Regions from separate parts of the Sus scrofa genome. Here region 1 is linked to region 2. The links are chromatin contacts, called in public HiChIP or PLAC-seq maps. All regions are on one chromosome and are shown on one strand. The core of a region is the stretch at or near the end of the contact, and the rest is flanking DNA. Distances in the headings are between cores, read along the strand shown.

Region 1 (3,524 bases), core at 255-2,754, 230 kb after region 2:
TTTTGGTACCTTCCCTCCCTGTTGGCATTATCATCTTCCTTTTAAGGATTCTCTCTAAGGTGACCCTAAGGAATCAAGGTCAATTAGGACTTAAAGGGGCCTGGTGATGGCACAGATGAGTAAAGCAGATCAGGTATGACACAGTTGGGGTGACGGGGATTATGGTGAACAAGTGACCATGTACTCTGTTGACTCAGCTGTTATTTCTCAGCTTTGAGCAATTATTGTCACTTGAGAATTCTATCCACTGGTTACACAACTTTTCATTTTTTAAAGAGAAGTCCAAAATCTAGGATTTTAGATGGCATCTCCAGAATTTTAATTATTTACAACAAATGCAAATTATAAAGAAAAAACACTGAGCCAAATGAAATGCAACTGCAAATTTGATTGAGCCTGTGAGTCGTCTTTGCTTTGTCCAATTTGTGATAAATGGGAAGATCCTCCCAGACTCATTCTTACTTGTACCCAAGTCATTCTGTGACTGCTGAACTCCTCAGACTTTGTCAACACTTAGTTGTCTCATATGCCATCTTTTCAGTATCCAATTCCTTGCTATTTCAAGGGTAAATTAGGCAATATATTGACCTCATTCATTCTAATGGGAATTTTTGCTAGGGTCTTTCCTTCCTTCTGTGTTTTTATACATACACACACACACACACACACACACATATTTGGCTATGCCTATGGCATGCAGAGGTTCCTGGGCCAGGGATTGAATCTGTGTCACAGCAGTGACAACACCAGATCCTTAACCCACTAGGTCACCAGGTAACCTCAAAGATAGATATTTTAGGGATAAAACTATAGGGATAATATTCATGAGGCTCTCGTCTAAATTGGAGATTTTCCATGGTGGGCCAGAGGGAGATATTTAGGTATAATGGTAAGTGGTACTTTGTGTTTTTTTCCAAGTCACAGATATCAGCAAGCTGCCAGAGTCTAGGGCCAGGTCTGAAAACAGTTTGAACTTACATCACTGTGGTGCATGGTCTTCATCATTATCAGTGTCAGTGTCAGGTATGGGCAGACTTACAAAGGACCATTAACCACTCTTGTTAGTTTTCCCTTTCTAAAGTTGAGGGTGCTTTCAGTGTTGACAAGCACCATGTTTTAAAAAGTTGTTTGTTTATACACCTGGTCACTGGTTCCATTTGGCATGACCTACATTACCTAAGTGCTGTTTGGCATGCTTAATGAGATCCCCACTACCACCTCGAGCTCTTAAAACAGTTAAGTGAAAGATTTAGTTTCCACAAATAGAGGAGACTTGGTCCTATGAGCATATTTTTGTGACTTTCTGGCCTTCTCTGCCCATTGGCCTGGAAGGCACCCACGTTGAGCCCACCTTGTTTTAATTCAGTGACACCAGTGAAATGTCTGCTGTTCCCATCTTGTCAGACTGCCAACAGAACTTACACAAACTCAATGACAAGCCTTACATGGCTAGCTGACCAGCTCTCCCCAGGCTACCCCAGCTCCCTCTCAGGAATAATAAGGTTCTGTGCCAGGACTGTACACATCCAAGATCCCAGTATGAGTCATTCTTTTGCCCCAGGGTCGATAAAGATTGAATCAGTGAGTTGGAAAAAAAGATGGTGATTTGGTTCTTTTTATTCCCCTTGGGAAGTAGGGTGGGGATTAGGACAAACTCATCTATTTTAGATGCTTATTTGCAAAATTCATGTATAGTCCCCTTCCACGAGTGAGGTTTCGACCCTGGTGCACAGCTTTTTCATTAAAGAGAGGAAAGTGGAACTGTTTTCATGTCCTTTTTGGGTAATTCTTTTGAAGCTAGCACCACCGTGTGGATAAAGTGGATGCTGACTTTTCTTTGGCTTGTGTAACTGGCCAGCACTGTGCTTCTGGCAACGTGATTTTGGTATCTTCTCGCCTGTTTTCATCTTTTCTGAGTCATCGCAGAGCAGCATAGTGATAGAAATATTTTTTGCAGCAGTGTCATACAGTGTTGGGCTCTCAAGGATCTTGTGCTTGTACAAAATGACTGAACCACATATGCAGGAAGACGACAGTGGCAGATTCACAGAACAGCTTTGTATCAGGCAGAGTGTAAATTAGATACCAAGTTTGGGGTTAGCCACTGGGCTCCAAAGTGGATGTTACCAATATGGACTCTGTAATAAACATCAGGATCTGTTCTGAGGCAACTTTCTGATCTTTATTACCCAAGAGCTGCAGGCTGAATCAGAGGAAAAGAAGAGATGTAAAAATCTGCTGGTAGGGTACAAAAGCATTTTACTAAACCACATGGTTTGCTTCCTGTGGGGTGGGAAAGTGAGGTGGAGCCTCTCAAGACTCTTTCAGGATAATGAAGAGGAAAGAAAAGAACAAGATAGGCCAGTTCTATTGACTGTGGTTTTAAGTCCTAAGAGCATGGAGGGAAGTGGCTAGCAAAGAGAGGACAAAGTCTTTTACCTCGATAGTGGCTTTTTTTGGTGGTGTGGCACCAAGATTCCTGGAGAGGGGTGAACCTGCTTCTTCTTGAGGGGTCAGTTCATTTCCAAATGGGCTGGTGTGTGTTTATTGGGATTGGGCTCTAACAGGTGAAGCTAGGGAAAGGTGCTACTTATAAAGATCTGGCACTATTTAACTCCCAATAGGCCACTCTTCCAGTCTTATTCGTCATGTAGTCTGCTAATGCCAAAGAGAAGTTTTACCACATTTAAAACAGAAAGCTGGAGTTCCCGTCGTGGCGCAGTGGTTAACGAATCCGACTAGGAACCATGAGGTTGCGGGTTCGGTCCCTGCCCTTGCTCAGTGGGTTAACGATCCGGCGTTGCCGTGAGCTGTGGTGTAGGTTGCAGACGCGGCTCGGATACTGCGTTGCTGTGGCTCTGGCGTAGGCCAGTGGCTACAGCTCCGATTAGACCCCTAGCCTGGGAACCTCCATATGCCGCGGGAGCGGCCCAAAGAAATAGCAAAAAGACAAAAAAAAAAAAAATAAAACAGAAAGCTGTGATTGTAGAAATTTGGAAGAGTGAACAACAAAGCAGGATGGAGTTCCTGCTATGGGGCAGTGGGTTAAGGATCTGGTGTTGCTGGAGGGTGTAGGTCATAGCTGTGGCTATGATTCCATCTATTGCCCAGGAAGTTCTATATGCTGCAGGTGTGGCCAAAAACAAACAAACAGACAGATAACAACAAAAAATCAGGATATACTAACATCCTTCTTTTTGATGAGCTACTAAATTGATAGGAAAATTGTCCTTGCCACCCACCACTCACTAATGCCTTTATATATCTCTATTTTCCTTCCCATAACTGGCCTGGCTCCTGCAGCTGTAGGCATTAATGTATTTGGGATTTCACATTGAAGGAGGGTCTTGTGGCTGAATATGGGCTGATGCCAATCTGTAGGGAGTTTCAAGGGGCATGTGGTCAAACATTCATCTATAGAAGACCATTTATCAAACTTAAGTGTGACAAGAATCTGAGTGGGCCAGCTAATATATTAAGTGCAGATTTAGGATTAGATTAGGATTATAACATAGGTAAATAGA
Region 2 (3,553 bases), core at 45-2,544:
TATGAATGAGAAGAGACCATTGTAGGGCAAAAGATATATTATAGTAAAAGACTTCTTTCAGGGATTGGAAGAGTTTTAATGTTCTAAGTTATATTTAGGTGAAAGTCAGAAAAGGAAACATAGGAATGTGAAAATAAATACAAAGTGATATTCTTCACAGTTGTCTCATGGTTCGGACGTCTTATTAGAAAAATAATTTTTTTTGGTCATGAGTGCAGCGTATGGAAATTCCTGGGCCAGGGATCAAACCTGTCCACTGTTGCAACGAACTACAGTCCAGCAATGCTAGATTCTTAACCCACTATGCCACAAGGGGACACCTATATAAATAATTTCTGATTGTCTTAACTATATTTGTAGAAACCATATATTTGATAAGTTAAGAAAGAAACAGAACTTGTGTCCATGAAATTGAAAAAAACTAATTTATTTTTTATTTTATTTATTTTTTAATTAATTTATTTTATTTTTTTTGACTTTTGCTATTTCTTTGGGCCGCTCCTGCGGCACATGGAGGTTCCCAGCTAGGGTCGAATCGGAGCTGTAGCCACTGGCCTACGCCAGAGCCACAGCAATGCGGATCCGAGCCGCATCTGCAACCTACACCCACAGCTCACGGCAACGCCGGATTCTTAACCCACTGAGCAAGGGCAGGGATCGAACCTGCAACCTCATGGTTCCTAGTCGGATTCGTTAACCATTGCGCCACGACGGGAACTCTGAAAAAAACTAATTTAAAATCCAGTTCGCTTTTAAAGATGAAAAGAGAACTTAGATTCTTTCCCCTGAATTAGTAGCTTTTCATGTGAATGAAGCTACCTAGCAGTACCTTTCTTCCTCTAAATGACTTGCTGTTTTCATTCAAGGACTTATTATTTCATAATATTTAAAATTTTAACTATTTTATGCATATGTCATACATGAGGCACTTAGGATTAGAATATGAGCAAATCATAACCATAACCTGGGAAAACAGAAATGATTGCCAATGTTTAAGCATATGTGAAAACTGAGCTTTTGAGGATGTGGTTGGTTCATTGTGCTTATTAAAGGCTAGAGTGGGATCAATCTGATCACTCCTTCTGTGTCCTGGTTATAGAACTCTGTGTCCATAGGTATTTCTAGGTTGCTGGTTTACTAGGTTAGGCGGATATTTATTTTCCATCTTGTGAATGACGGACAAAATTATCCCCAGAGTCAGAAGCTTGGGTGAGCCATTGCTAGGCCTTGAAAACCACCTTTCTCTGTCACACAAGCAGTTGTTGTAATCAAACTGGCTCCGTGCCTAGAGCAGGCTGTGTTACTCAGTGACAGTGGCAATCAAGCATGGAGTAGGAACAAAGAAGTCATAGATGAGGAAATACAGTGACGGTGGCCAGTTAGGATTGGATGCTTTCTATGAGTGGAGGGTTTTTTGTTAAAGAATTTTTTCCTTTAAATATCATTCATCAAGACACATTTGATCCTCTACTTTGGCATTAGATTTACACTTTTTTTTGTCCTAGTTAATACTCTGTTAACACTGCAAGTGATTCTGTACCAGGGAGAGCTCCAGATATTATAATGATCATTCAGAATTCCAGTGATTTATTTTTATTTTCTATTTTTATTTTTGTAATTATTATTATTTTAATAGTTATTTCCCCAATACAATTTTTTTTCTACTGTACAGCATGGTGACCCAGTTACACATACATGTACAGTTCTATTTCTCACATTTCATGCTCATCATAAGTGCTAGACATAGTTCCCATGCTACACAGCAGGATCTCATTGCTAATCCATTCCAAAGGCAATAGTTTGTATCTATTAACCCCAATCTCCCCAACCACCCCACTCCCTCCCCCTCCCTCTTGGCAACCACAAGTCTATTCTCCAAGTCCATGATTTCTTTCTGTGGAAAGTTTCATTTGTGCTATATATTAGATACCAGATAGAGTGATATCATATAGTATTTGTCTTTCTCTTTCTGACATTTCACTCAGTATGAGAGTCTCTAGTTCCATCCATGTTGCTGCAAATGGCATTATTTCATTCTTTTTTATGGGAGAGTAGTATTCCACAGTGTTATATATATCACATCTTCCTAATCCCAATCATCTGTCAATGGACCTTGGGTCGTTTCCATGTCTTGGCTATTGTGAATAGAGCTGCAATGACATGCAGGTGCATGTGTCTTTTTTAAGGAAAGTTTGTCCGGATATATGCCCAAGAGTGGGATTGCTGGGTCATATGAGAGTTCTATGTGTAGATTTCTAAGGTATCTCCATACTCATCTCCATAGTGGTTGACCAGCTTACATTCCCACCAACAGTGCAGGAGGTTCCCTTTTCTCCACACCTGCTCCAGCATTTGTTATTTGTGACTTATGAATGATGCCATTCTGACTGGTGTGAGTGGTATCTCATGGTAGTTTTGATTTGCATTTCTCTAATAATCAGTGATGTGAGCATTTTTTCATGTGCTTGCTGGCCATCTGTGCATCTTCCTTGGAAAAATGTCTATTCAGGTCTTTTGCCCATTTTTCCATTGGGTTGTGGCCTTTTTGCTGTTGAGTTGTATAAGTTGTTTGTATAGTTTAGAGATTAAGCCCTTTTCCGTTGCATCATTTGAAACTATTTTCTCCCATTCTGTAAGTTGTCTTTTGTTTTCTTTTTGGTTTCCTTTGCTATGCAAAGCTTGTCAGTTGGTGAGGTCCCATGGTTTATTTTTGCTCTGATTTCTGTTGCTTGGAGACTGACCTGAGAAATATTTGTAAGTTGATGTCAGAATGTTTTGCTTATTTCTTTTCAGAGTTTGATGTGTCTTATTTTAAGTCTTTAAGCCATTTTGGTTTTTTTTGTGCATGTGAGTGTTCTAGTTGTACTGATTTACGTGCACTTCCAGTTTCCAGCACCATTTCTGAAAGACTGTCTTTTCCATTTTATTCTTCCACCTTGTCAAAGATATTGACATAGATGTCTGGCTTATTCTGTTTCTATTCTGTTCCATTGGTCGTCTGTCTTTTGGTACCAGTACCACACTGTCTTATGACTGTGCTTTGTAATATTGCCTGAAGTCTGGGAGTTATGCCTCCTTGCTTGGTTTTCGTTCCTAAATAGGTTGGCCATTCTTGGTTTTCGTGGTTCCATATAAGTATTTGAATTATTTGTTCTAGTTATGTGAAAATGTCATGGTTAATTTGATAGGGATTGTATTGAATCTGTAGATTGCTTTGGGTAGTATAGACATTTTCACAATATTAATTTTCCAACCCAGGAGCATGGAATCTTTCCATTTCTTTACATCTTCTTTAATTTCCTCGATTAATGTTTTATAGTTCTCAGCATATAAGTCCTTCACCTCCTTGGTCAGGTGTATTCCCAGCTATTTGATTTTTGGGGAGTGCAATTTAAAAAGGTATTGTATTTTTGTATTCCTTTTCTAATATTTCATTGTTAGTATACAGAAATGTGACTGATTTCTGAATGTTAATCTTATATCCTGCTACTTTGTTGAATTTGTTGATCAGTTCAAGTAGTTTTTGGATTGAGTCCTTGGGTTTTTCTATATA

Evidence for each region. HiChIP or PLAC-seq counts read pairs in DNA pulled down with a chosen protein or histone mark.
Region 1: an H3K27ac HiChIP or PLAC-seq map of alveolar macrophages shows a contact between it and region 2. The contact joins two enhancer-like sites. A contact is called at or near these places in 2 of 47 Hi-C or Micro-C datasets (embryonic fibroblasts and fetal skeletal muscle) and 1 of 2 datasets of contacts at active chromatin or transcription factors (alveolar macrophages).

The regions. Positions count from the first base shown.
Region 1 is chr1:133,272,292-133,275,815 of Sscrofa11.1, forward strand. No RefSeq gene overlaps it. Among named protein-coding and RNA genes, the nearest start is that of TMCO5A, 110 kb to the right of the region's middle. Within about 2 kb of position 1,505, at least 20 of the 83 cell types and tissues checked have an H3K27ac peak or open chromatin away from gene starts, as enhancers often do. A contact at or near this core is called in alveolar macrophages, where this site is marked.
Region 2 is chr1:133,042,882-133,046,434 of Sscrofa11.1, forward strand. All of the region lies in intron 1 of LOC106506784 (basic salivary proline-rich protein 2-like), which reads left to right. Among named protein-coding and RNA genes, the nearest start is that of SPRED1, 28 kb to the left of the region's middle. Within about 2 kb of position 1,295, at least 8 of the 83 cell types and tissues checked have an H3K27ac peak or open chromatin away from gene starts, as enhancers often do. A contact at or near this core is called in alveolar macrophages, where this site is marked.